Linked DNA regions of Mus musculus: all the other regions are linked to region 1. A link is a contact called in public promoter capture Hi-C data. All regions are on one chromosome and are shown on one strand. The core of a region is the stretch at or near the end of the contact, and the rest is flanking DNA. Distances in the headings are between cores, read along the strand shown. Region 1 holds the start of Ovca2 (candidate tumor suppressor in ovarian cancer 2). Region 2 holds the start of Myo1c (myosin IC). Region 3 holds the start of Inpp5k (inositol polyphosphate 5-phosphatase K).

The links. Promoter capture Hi-C pulls out the DNA fragments that hold promoters and counts their contacts.
Region 2: a promoter capture Hi-C map of liver shows a contact between it and region 1, with 3 times the contacts expected there. The contact joins the promoter of Myo1c here to the promoter of Ovca2 in region 1. A contact is called at or near these places in 4 of 39 promoter capture datasets (the C10 cell line, hippocampal neurons, liver and 1 more), 4 of 484 Hi-C or Micro-C datasets (embryonic stem cells and pro-B cells), 5 of 115 datasets of contacts at active chromatin or transcription factors (embryonic midbrain, extraembryonic endoderm stem cells, large pre-B cells and 2 more) and 1 of 9 other capture datasets (pancreatic islet).
Region 3: a promoter capture Hi-C map of pre-B cells shows a contact between it and region 1, with 3 times the contacts expected there. The contact joins the promoter of Inpp5k here to the promoter of Ovca2 in region 1. A contact is called at or near these places in 11 of 39 promoter capture datasets (the 3T3-L1 cell line, 3T3-L1-derived adipocytes, the C10 cell line and 6 more), 1 of 484 Hi-C or Micro-C datasets (CD8 T cells) and 9 of 115 datasets of contacts at active chromatin or transcription factors (double positive thymocytes, effector CD8 T cells, embryonic midbrain and 5 more).

The regions. Positions count from the first base shown.
Region 1 is chr11:75,177,122-75,181,043 of GRCm38.p6, forward strand. It overlaps Ovca2 (candidate tumor suppressor in ovarian cancer 2), which reads right to left and starts at 1,687. Exons shown (of 2, transcript NM_027136.3): 1 at 1,491-1,687; 2 at 1-1,266. The coding sequence starts at 1,674. The coding sequence ends at 773. It overlaps Dph1 (diphthamide biosynthesis 1), which reads right to left. Exons shown (of 13, transcript NM_144491.2): 8 at 3,667-3,823; 9 at 3,440-3,540; 10 at 2,605-2,683; 11 at 2,052-2,192; 12 at 1,804-1,910; 13 at 522-1,266. The coding sequence ends at 1,821.
Region 2 is chr11:75,654,094-75,658,015 of GRCm38.p6, forward strand. Myo1c (myosin IC) reads left to right here and starts at 1,922. Exons shown (of 32, transcript NM_001080775.1): 1 at 1,922-2,108; 2 at 3,399-3,554; 3 at 3,660-3,775. The coding sequence starts at 2,091.
Region 3 is chr11:75,628,975-75,632,896 of GRCm38.p6, forward strand. It overlaps Inpp5k (inositol polyphosphate 5-phosphatase K), which reads left to right and starts at 2,046. Exons shown (of 12, transcript NM_008916.2): 1 at 2,046-2,223. The coding sequence starts at 2,126.

The DNA.
Region 1 (3,922 bases), core at 437-2,936:
AGCATCATCAATTATGAATAGCAGTAATCTCAGAAACCCTGAAGATGGCTTCATTAGGAAAAGGCAGGTTACTCTGTGCTGTCTTTGGCCTCTACCCAACATATGGTACTACCCAAGTCTTCAAGCTCAGAGTTCAGAGGGGGATGGAACAGTTATGGAAGAGAAAGCAATGGCCAAGCCAGGGACCAGGATGTAGGAAACCTAAAAGCAGATGGAGCCAAGCAGAGCCTTGCCAAGTGTTTTCTTTCCCCAAACTCCTCAAACGTAAAACTTTCTGATTCTAAGTGACCAAGATATCTAGCTTCTTCAGTCTGGGACTTAAACTTCCACAAAAGGATGGTGACATGGCTCAGCAGGTAGAGGCATGACTTGCCAAGTCAAATGATCAGAGCTCAGAAAGAACCCACATGGTTGAATCAACTCCCCGCACTTATCCTCTGATCTCCACAAGTCTGCACCCATACACACAATAAGCCGAATTTAAAGATACAAAACAATAAATGACTTCCACCAAAAATGTGTCCTTGGGTTTGGTTTGGTGCTGCCCCAGGATCGGGGCAGCAGGAGAAAGGCATTCAACATCTAAAGCATCGCTTTATTGTCTGTCAGTCACAGGGGTGCCAGCCCCTGCCTGCCCACCCCTGTCTTCTCACAGGCTCTCTGGGCTTATGTGTGTCCTGAGAACTGACAGTTGTCTTAACTAGCCATGGTGAGGAGACAGGGGAGAGCTGCTGGACAAAGTGGGAGCAGTGCGGAGACATTTGTCCATCCTTCATTCTGCAAACTGGTCCAAGAACTTAAGGTAGGCCTGACGCTGAGATGCAGCTGCTGGAATGAAGTGACCACCGGAGTGGGTGAGGGTGACGGCTCCAAGGAATCGGCTAGCCAATTGCATACTCTCCTGAGAAGGGATGACTCGATCAGTATCCCCAAAAACATGAAGTGAAGGCAGTGACATGGGGCTCTGCAAGATAGGTTCCTTAAGGCCTCGGGGACAGAACCCCGACACAAGTATAATAAATCTTGGCAAGGGGAAGCGAGGATCGCCTGCCTGGCCCAGGGCACACACATAAGCTGCTAGTGCAGCCCCCTGGCTGAAGCCAAGAAGTCCATCAAACGGCCCCAGCGTGTCAAGGGCCCGTGCCACCGTTTCCAGGGCCTCCTGCAGACCCCTGCACACTGTGGACTCTTCCAGAGCAGAGAAAACATCGGCTTCCTCCTCAGAAAACCACCAGCCTCGAGGCTGCTCCTCCGGAGAACAGGGCCCTAGAAGCAGATGGGAGAAGAGCACAGGCCCAGGGTTAGAGATGGTGAGAAGAAAAAGGCAGAGCTTGGGAAAGTGCAGCCAGGGGACTTGGGGGGCGGGAGGGACCTGGAATGGCCTGGACACAGATAAAGGAGGAAACCTGGGAGCTCAGACTAGAGCCGGAGTTAAAGGCGCTAGGTGAGAACTGAGGTCCAGGTGTGCGAAGGGGTCCAGCAAGTCTCACCCGAGTCTGGACACGAACCCTCGGGAGCCGCTGCCTCGGGGACCGGGTGAGGTCCGCTGAGGCACACAAGCTCTGCCCGACCCCGCAGCGTCTTCCTCAGCGCTCCGGTCTTCTCACGGAAGCCCCGCTCGCTCTGCCGGAAGCCGGCTAGACACAGCACTCGCAGGGTCTGCCGTGCCGCCATACTGCAGACCGACCGGAAGCAGGCCTTCCCAGGCGGAAGTAGAACCGGCAAGGGGGCAGGGCCCGTGCGGGGAACACCCCTAAGGCGGGGCTCTCCTAAAACAAAAAGGTGGGGCGTGGCTGCAAATACCTGCTGCTCTGGCCCTCTCAGGGAGCCGGCGAAGTAGCCTTCTGGTCTGCGCAGTTGCAACTCTCACAGGCTGGGGCTGGAGAGCCGCCTCTGGACCCTTGCTGCACCTGAGGTAGCAGATAGATTCAAGTCTCTCTACTGCAACCTCCACCCGGCTCCCTTGCATTTCCCCCGCTGTCCTCAGGGCGGCGGCGGTGGACCACGTCACGCCTGTAGGCTGCCTCTCAGCCCTGCTTAAAGTGGGCTACCTTGTCAGATGCAGGCTGGCAGAGACCCCGAGGTGCTCGGTCCCGACCGTAGTTCACTGTCCATGGCCCTAAGGAGCTGCCAGAGTAGAAGTCCATGGGGTAGGGTTGCTGCCAAGAAATGTCCTTCAGGGCCACAGCTGCCTAGGGGAGAAAAGACAATGATATTCTTTCTCTCTCTTTCTTCTTTCTCCCTTCCTTCCTTCCTCTCTCTCTCTCTCTCTCTCTCTCTCTCTCTCTCTCTCTCTCTCTCTCTCTCTCTCTCTCTTTCTTTCTTTTTTTGTCCCTGCATTAGCAAATTTGACCAGGGTCTATGAAGGGAGTGTATTATCATCCTTCAGAAAGGAAGAGTGAAGTGAAGAGAGTCGCAGCTACACAGCGAGTCAGGTGTGTTGGCTCACATCTCCCAGCAACTCTTAAATATAAACAAAAACTACACAGCAAGATGGTGGCTCGATCTCAGAACCTGCAACCCTACGTGCTGCTTACCCATGCCAGCCATCTCACAACCCTCCCTCAACAGGAAATACAAAGATTTTCAAAATGTGGCTGTTACCTCGTACGGTGTCAGCAGTGGCTTGGGAAAGGCTGAACCCCAGTCAATGGAGAGGCGTGGACATGCCACCTGCACCCACCTAGGGAGATAAGTCAGTTAAGATGTGACATGAAGGTCACCTCTCTCTGGGGTACCACACTGAAGAACATAACGGTGTCTCAGTATCTCAGTATGTCCACTTGTCAACAGATTGCACTGATCCAACTATATACTGTTGGGAAGGTAACTCTGATTGCCCTGTAAGCCTAGGACTTGACCTTAACTCCCAAAACCATTGCATTAAAAGCAAAAGTGGAGCTGGACACACAGCTTAGTGGTTGAGGGAGCTGGCTACTCTTGCAGAGGATTCAAGTTCAATTCCCAACACCCACATAGTAGCTCACAACCTTCTAAAGTAAGAGGCAAAATTTGTGTGTGTGGTATATGATATACACTTGTACTCCAGCACTGACGAGATCCAGACAGGTGGATTGCTTCAGGGGAAAAGAGAAGGGGGGGGGGGTGGACACCAAAGCTTCACACAAACTAACACACATGCAAAAGAAAAAAAAATCCACCTTAATGGAATCAAACACAGCAAGGGGCATGTCATCAGCCCTTCACTCCATAAGCCAACTTCTGGGGACAGTTCAGTTGTAACTACCCATCTAGAACCAAGGTTTGTACACAGTGCTCTTACACTCATTCCCACCAGACTATGATGGCTAGACAATGCAGGCGGCCCATGGTCAAGGGTGGCCCCTGCTAGATAAGTTCTTGATCTGTGCTGGCCAGAACCTGTTTTCTAAGCTCCCGTTAGCTGGTCACCATACATGGGTAAGGTGGGGAAACTCACACATCCACCTCAGGAAGTAGACTGAGCTTGCTGGGGAAGATCTCAGAGAGCAACAGCCTCACGAAAGGAAGTCCCAAGTTTCTGAGCTGAGATTCCAAGTGCTGCCGAGAGAGGGAGGCCAGGCAGGAGCTTCTGAGATGAAGTGGCCAAAGCTAGACACCTCAGCCTACTGGTTTCTCCAGCTACTTTCCTGTCAGCCCCCTCCTCTTGATGCCCAGGCCTCTCACCTCCAGGATCTTGGGACTGCCCTGGCGGCCCAAGGTTCCCAGAATAAGGCCCCAGGATTTGGCTGAGCGTGCAGCAGCAATGGCTTCCTGGCGAGTGGCCTGCATGCGCTGATGGTCATAGTATTCTCTGGATAGGACTTTGCCATATGGGTCATACCTGGAAAAGTTGTCAGGATCACGGTGACAGCCCAGAGTCAGCTAAGTGGTCCCTGACACAAGATCTAAAGAGGGATTTAGGAAATCTGGCCCTAGTTGG
Region 2 (3,922 bases), core at 672-3,171, 480 kb after region 1:
ATGCGGGGCGGTGGCTGCGGGGGCGCCAGCGGGCATCCTAGGAATGCGGCTGCGCCGCTCGGGATGGGTGAAGTCCGTCGGACCCCTCCACGCGCGGATTCCCCTCATTCCAGCCGCTTGACGCGGCGGGGCGGGACGGGGCGGGGCAGGGCGGGCACTGCGGCCTCGAAGCCCCTCCCCTTTCAGTGCGCTCCTCCCACCAAGACTCCTCTGGCTGGAGAGGGAGCTCAATGAGGCCGCGGTAGGGGGAGGGGAGCGAGCCCATGCTAGTGCTGGGGACTCCAAGCTCTCCCACCTCAGGTCTTCTAATGCTCTGGGGTGGACTGAAGGTCGTATCCTCTCTATGCTTTTAAACCTGGGGGCATCGTAAAGGGCGCTCCCCTTTGCCCTGTCTTTCACCCATCTTCCACCTGCAGCACCCATTCCCCTGGCCCGCTCCAAAGGGCTTCGTTCCCCAGCTGGCGCCGCACACCACCCCCACCCCCGGGTTGTGGCTCGAGCTGTTGTTCACGAAGTAATGAACCATCCTTCCCCTTGAGGCCGCAAGGCAGCACCTGTCGCAGACTCACCTCCTCCCCAGGGAGTCCCCGTCCAAGGGGTGGGGCGCTTTGGTGCTTTGGGTTCTTACTCCCCCTATCCTCCCTAGACCAAGTGTATACCCTCGGTATATGCTTCAGGTTCCTTACAAAGGGCGAGGAATAGATAAGGCACTTGAGAACCCTTTGCAAATGGTAGATATAGGGGCGGACGCTTTCTTCACTAGACAAGAAGATTGGACTCTCCCCCAAGTCCCTCAGTGCGTGTAGAATGAAAGAGGAAGAGGGTAGTAGTGGTGTTGATGGCTTGGTCAGTGCTTCATTTCAGGCAACCCAACAATTCTGGCAAGTATCAGCCAATCGGCCTCTTAAGGCACTTACTCATGATCATCATCCTGCTAGTAAGCAAAGGCCAGGCTGGTTTTGTTGTTGTTGTTTTGTTTTACCGTAGACATCCATATGCCACAAGAGGTGGCAACTGACCCAAAGTCCACTCCACTCCTCTCACACACTCTTCTCGGGCCTAAAAAGGGCTGATGTCGTCAGAGAACCAGCGAGGGTGCTGGACAGACAAGGAAGACAGCTGATGGCCTGTGTTCAGGGAAGAGCGGAGATCCAGAGGGAAGAGAAAGAAGGGAAGAGAGGAGAGGAGCCCATGGGGCAGGGCACTGAGTCCGGAGGATATTCAGGCTGGAACATAAGGTTATTGGCTGCACACGTAGGAAAGTCAGAAGGGTGCTGCCTACTCGGCAAACAGGCTTCTTTAGGGGTCATGCTGGGTCAAAAAGGGCACCCTGCTCTGACCCTAGGATTTGTTTCTTAGCTAGGGAAGAGATCTTTCAAGAGATGTTTCTCTTCTGGCTCTCTTGGCACAAGTTTGTAATCTTAGTACTCAGGAGGCTGAGGCAGGAGGCATCTTGAGTTCCAGGCCAGATTGGGCTCCGTAAAGAGACCCTGTCTCAAACAATTTCTTTTCTAAGGATTTAAAGAATGGAGCCAGTCCTTTGGGAGTGTGTATGGGGGTGGACAGTGTCCCGTACAGAGGCTCCGCCTGTCCCGGGGCGCCGGCCGTATTTGGACATTTCGTTCTATTTTTAACTTTCCCGGGACTCGAGGTTGGGGGTGGGGAGAGAAATCCTGCTTCCCCGGTGACCCACGGGCTTCAGCCCTCGTCTCGCGCGGGGTGTCCAGCCCCGTGCTGTAGACACGAGCCCGGAAGTGAGTTCCGGAGCTGTGTAGACGCGGCGGCCGCGCGGGTTCCGGGCCCCACCCTGGAACTAACGACGTTCCTCCTGGAAAACCTGACTCAGGCGGAGCCCGCGGCACGCAGGAGGCCCCGCCCCTCGCGCGCCCCCTCTTAGGTCCCGAACCCCCTCCCACCCAGCCCGGCCAGGCCGGCTGCAGTGGGTCCTAGGGTCGGGACTCCGAGCCCCCTGAGCCAAGGGGCCTGCAAGGGGCGGTGCAGGGGGCGGGCTGGCCCCTCCCTCGGTTACGCCGCGGCCGAGTACAGACCAAGAGGCGCGGGCAGCGGAGCGGGGCGCCGGGTCCGGCAGGATGCGCTACCGGGCATCGGTGAGCATGGGCGCGGGCAGGTTTGGGGTCCAGGGTATCTCTCGGTGGCCCGCGGCGCTCCAGGGCCGGCCTTGAAGCGGGCGCGGCCCAGGAATTTCGGTGGAAGATGTCCCTGAAAGTTGCTAGAACAGGAGGCCGAGGCGGAGAGGGCTGCAGAACGCTCGAACCCAGGACCATGTGGTCGCCCCTGGTGATGGCTAAGACCCCTCCCACTTGAGGACCAGGGGGCGTTGGCTGCGGTGGTGTTTGGCAGCAGCTTCGGGCTGGGTGGGTCAGGGGTGGGCAGGTCTGAGGGAGACAGGCCCTGGACTTGAGGGGTGACGGAGAAGCAGAGAACTGAGCAACTAGGGCTAGAAACCAGGGTCAGGGGAGACTTGGTGACCTCCCTGGAATTTACAGCGGCTCCCAGTACCTTCCTCTTCCTTGACACCCCCCTACCCCAGCATTTTCTAGATCTGCAGGCCCTCTTTGAAAGGAAAGCTCTGCTTAAGACGCGGCTTGAGGGTCTAGCTAAGCCTGTACCTGCCCCACCCTTGGGTGGCAGCTGGGTTTCCCCTGGGAGAACCCTCCACCTCCTGAGGCTTCTCAACGGTGGAGGAGCTGCGGGAGGAGGGGGGGCGGGGGGGGAAGCCTAGCAGCTGGAGAGGAGGGAGTGGCTCCAGTTGAGGGAGGGCAGGCCACCCGCTTCTGGGGTGGGCATCAAGTCCAGCTGAGGTGGTGGCCCATGGGGAAACCCTCTCCTAGGACGTGAGCTCTGGCTTGATCCCTAAACAACTTCTACTTCTGGGAATTTGGGGTGGATGGGAGTTGGAGAGATGGCCCCTCCCTGTCTGCAGAATTCCCTCTGAACCGTTTGTCCTCCAAAGCACCTGTAACACGTAGCTGGGATTTGAGGTCACCTGAACTAACCCACTCCTGTTCTCTGAAGAGGAAGCAGTCCTGAGAAAGGAGGAGGTTTGTCCAAGGTCAACACCAGCATTCTTTCTGCCGTTCCTAGGAGCTCCTTGTCATGTCCCACCTTCCTCAACTCAAAATGCCGCTGCCCTGGATTCCATGCAGTCGTTCAGTGTCTGCTGGGCCCTTTGTGCTCCTATGGGCTGTGTGCATGGTCCATATGTCCCATAGGGTCTCTTATCTGCATTCCAGCATCCTGCAACCCAGCCATATGTCCGGAACATGTTCTGTAGCCTGTGTCCAAAGTGTCCCTGCCTTCTACATCCTGCAGGCAGGGTAGGAAACGAGACTTTAACCTGCAGACTCTGACAGCGTCTTGTGGCTGGTTCCTCACAGGCCCTGGGCAGTGACGGGGTTCGAGTGACCATGGAGAGCGCCTTGACTGCCCGAGACCGGGTAGGGGTGCAGGACTTTGTCCTGCTGGAGAATTTCACCAGTGAGGCTGCCTTCATTGAGAACCTCCGGCGGCGGTTCCGGGAGAACCTCATTTATGTGAGTGCCATGAGCACGGCTGGGCCCAAGGACCTAGGGGAAGGTGGCAGCAGGAACCTTCAGGAAAAGCCTCTGACCCTTCTCCCCCACCCCCCCAACCCCCAGACCTACATCGGTCCTGTCCTAGTCTCTGTCAATCCCTACCGAGACCTACAGATCTACAGCCGGCAGCATATGGAACGCTACCGTGGTGTCAGTTTCTATGAAGTACCACCTCATTTGTAAGTGATTCCCTTGCCTTTCCAGGAGTGACCTACCCTGTCCTCTTGCAAGATGACCCCATCCAAACCCCACTTTGAAATGATTCCCTGACCCCTGGGTGACTCACTGGTCACTACTGAGAGGAATCCCATGGTTGTTCACCTATG
Region 3 (3,922 bases), core at 796-3,295, 450 kb after region 1:
GCCAGCTTGGTCTACAAAGTGAGTTCCAGGACAGCCAGGGCTATACAGAGAAACCCTGTCTCAAAAAAACAAAAGACAAAAAAAAAATTAGTCCCATGTCAATTCAGTTTTCTTATGCAGCAGTGCACATCTGTAAGCCATTTTTGCTTTTGTCTCTCTTTTACTCTACTAAGCAATACATTTATTTTTTATTCTTAATTTTAAGTCATGGACTTAAAATATTTTATTAGTTTCAGGAGAAAAACAACAGGGCAAGCAAACTGTAAATCTTGGCAACTGCCTGAAAGAAGTCTCCCTTTTGAGCAGTCACATGGTGACAAGGTTGGGTAGAAAGAATGAAAAAACCCAAAGCACCAGGAAGAGCATGCCTGGGCTTCAGAAATAAAGAAGAAAAAAATCATACTCTGGGGGCTGGAGAGATGGCTCGGCGGTTATGTACTGTTCTTTTAGAGGAGCCGAGTTCAATTCCTAGCACCGACATCTCAGTTTACAACTGCCTAGAACTCCAGCTCCAGAGGAACCTGATGCTTCAAGTCTCCCAGACCTGCACTCTGGTGCACATGCTGGCGTGCACGTGCACACACGCACAATAGAAATAAAAAGCTTGTTTAAAGGCATGGTGCCACGGGGTTTTAATCCCAGCCCTTGGAAGGCAGGTGGATCTTTCTGTGTTTGAGGCTAGCTTGGCCTAATGAGAATACTAGACCAGGTTTGTTAATTTCACTGCAAGTGGACGAGGTTAATGTGCACCACTGGCATGCTTAGTACCCAGAGAGGGGAAAGGGCAACTGGAATTAGAATGATTATGGGCCACCGTGTGGGTGAAGGGAATCAAACCCAACTTCAGTGGTCTGTAAGTGCTCTTAACTTGTGAGCCCTCTCCAGTACTTTCAGCTTTATTACTGTGTTTATGGCTACAACTGTGATTCTTGTCTTCCATCCAGGGGTAAAGCTCAGGTGGTTAGTTAGACTTGGTAGAAGTTGTCCCCTTCCCTTCCATTTTGAGAATGAATCACAGCACAGTTCGAATGCCCTGAAACTTTAAGGTAGCCCAAACTGGACTCAAACTTGGAGTAACCAATCTCGGTGAGTTTTGGAAATAACATCACTACACCGGGTTCCAGAACATGTATTTCAGGTAGTGGAGCTTTTGTGGGTTCTTGAGGCATCACTGGGTAGCTGGTACTACAGTGTGCTAAAACAACACTCCCATTTCCCTGGGGGAAGTCATAACTGTAAAAACAACCCCATGCACTATCCCCCCTACCCCTCAAAAATTAAGACCCAGAGATCTAAAGGAAATAATAAATCGAAGTGTCTGGCAAAGTAAACAGTCACCATGAATATACACCAAATAGCAACGGCTTGTTTTTCATTCACTGATAGCTCTCGGGGATCCTAAATTATTTTGCTTTGTATTCAGCAAAACTAGTTTCAAGTTGGGCGTGGTGGTGTAATCTCAGCTGAGGTCGGAAAATCAACTTGGTCTGTATAACAAGCCCCAGTACTTACTAGCAAGACTGTCTCAGATGGAAAAAAAAATTTTTTTAAATGACGATCACCAAGTCACTTAAATGAATGGAAGTGTTCTCTGACCCCTATGAGGGCGCCAAGGAACATGAGAAATTACTTATAGTGTGGGCGAGAGAGGCCGAACAGACTACAGTGAGGCTCCCCATCCTGTCCACTCCCGGTTTCTGAGGGTGGGCAGGCGACAGCGAAGACCGTACGCTGCGGGACGATCACGAAGCAGCCCGAGTCCTCGAGCCGCAGCAACTTCCGCCCTCAACGCTCCTCACGCCCGCGCCCTTGCGCAAAGCAGGCTGGGAATGCGGAGCCTAGGTGGCCCCGCCACCGCCCACTCCCGCGTCCGGGCCGGCGGTATGGCGTCGGGAGTGGATGACATGTAGAGCCCGCCTCTCTGAGCCTGGCTCAGCTCCGCCTCTGGGCGGTTCGCTCTGCTGTAAAGCCCCGCCTCTGTCCTCCAACCGCACCCCAAAACCCTAGACACTCTGGATCCACCTCCTACGGAAGCCGAAGCGCAGTCCGAATCCGGAAGAAAAACAATCCGGAGGGAGCAGTGCTGCTGAGACCGGAGACCAAGGGCTGCTCCGGCTCGCACTAGATGCAGCACGGAGACAGGAACACACCGGGTTACCGCGAGGGAATAATGTCGGCTGTGAGTCTAAGGAGGCCGAGCGCACCGAAAGGCTTTGCACTCAGGTGAGGACGCAGGTGTAGGCCGGTCGGTTCCTGGCGGTTAGCTGTCTTCAGCCCAGTCTGATTTGTGGGGCTGGATTTCAAAACCACAGTAGGATCAAGGCTGCCCTAGTTTAGATACCCGAATTCTGTCAGGCCAGTACTGAAAGGGCTATGTTAGGATTGATGCACGCTCTAAACTTTGGCTGCCGAGTTGGTCACTGCAGATGCTCCCCAAGCAAGTGTCCAGTTGATTCTTGGAGCAGACAGGGTTAGATTGCTAAGGACCAACATTTGCCCCTACAGTTGTAGATTAGAAGTTTTGTTCCTGTTTTTCAGCAGTACATCATGGGGTCTTCTTGATCGGGCTGTGATCTCTAGAAATCCGAAATCAGATTTAGATAAGATCCTTTAGCGAGGTAAAGCCTGGTCTCATGCCCGCTCTTAAATCACGAGGAACACTGCTAATCGTCCAATTGAGCGTAATTCGCGGTGCATGGATTTGTTACTAATCATCAAAGTTGAGGATTGGGATGCCAAATCCCGAGTTTTATTTTTTATCCACTTAGAGTGGGAATACAAGGAGCCACTGAGTAAAGAAACCGGTTACCTGCCGGACAGCAGGGGGAGACTGTAAACAGACAAAATGACAGTCTCTCAGAGGACTTGAGAGGAAGGTTTTTGTATTATTTTGTTTATATTCATAGGGAGAGGCAGGGAGCTGCTTGAAGCTAACCAGGAATTTTTTTGTTTTGTTTTGTTTACAAGTCACACTTTAAGAACAGGCTCTGGTGGAGAAGGAAATGCCCCCCTCCCCTTTTTGGGTGGCTCTGCGGGATCTTGTGCTTCAGTGCCTCGGTATTCTTGGAACTCAGGTTTCATCTGTAGAGTCTGAGCTCCTGCTTGCTCTGTCCTGGAGACAGTCTGGGCTTCTTGGAGTGTTGCTATAGCAACACCCTCACTGAAGGTCTCCCTAAGTCTTCGCTTTTCTGAACTTGTGATGGATGTGGTGGTATTTAAGAGCTGTTGATTATTTCTCCTGATACTGAGACTTGTGGAGAGCGGAGGTTGGAATGTTATGTACCAACTGGCGACTTGTCCCAAGAGAGAGTAGACTCGTGAGACAGATAATAAGAAACCTGTTACTCAGAAACTTGTCCCTAGGCTACGTGAAGGCCTTGGCAGGATTTGTTGTGTGCCAAGGATCTGCAAGGTAGGAGAGGGGAAGGGAATACGCTGTCAGCCTCTCTCTTTCTGAGTTTCTGTTCTCGTAGCTCTGAAGCACATGGCCATGCTCAGTCAACCTCCAATTCCCTCTCGGTGCTCTTGGGAACCCATAGGTTGAGGAGTAAGCATGCAGAGTTGCTGACTGGGCCACAGAGGATGAGTGAGGTTTCTGTAGCTGGAGGGGCTAATAGGTTCCTGTCTCTCAAACGCAATCATTCTTTCCTTCTGGCCAATGGCATTTGAGCTCCCTTTGGCAGCTCTGTGCCAGGTACTGCCAGCTATGGGCGACTGTAAACCTGCCTAGAAGAGCCAGTTGGAGGGAGGGAAGAGATTCCTGCTTTCCAGGCATGAAAGGGAAGGTGAAAGCTGGGTAATCCACTGCTCCTTTTCCTCTTTCCTACCACACGATGCAGAAGCAAGCTGGGCATAGTGAGATTAACAACGTTAATCTCAGAATTTAGGAGGCAGAAGAAGGCTGATCTCCGTAAGGAGTTGA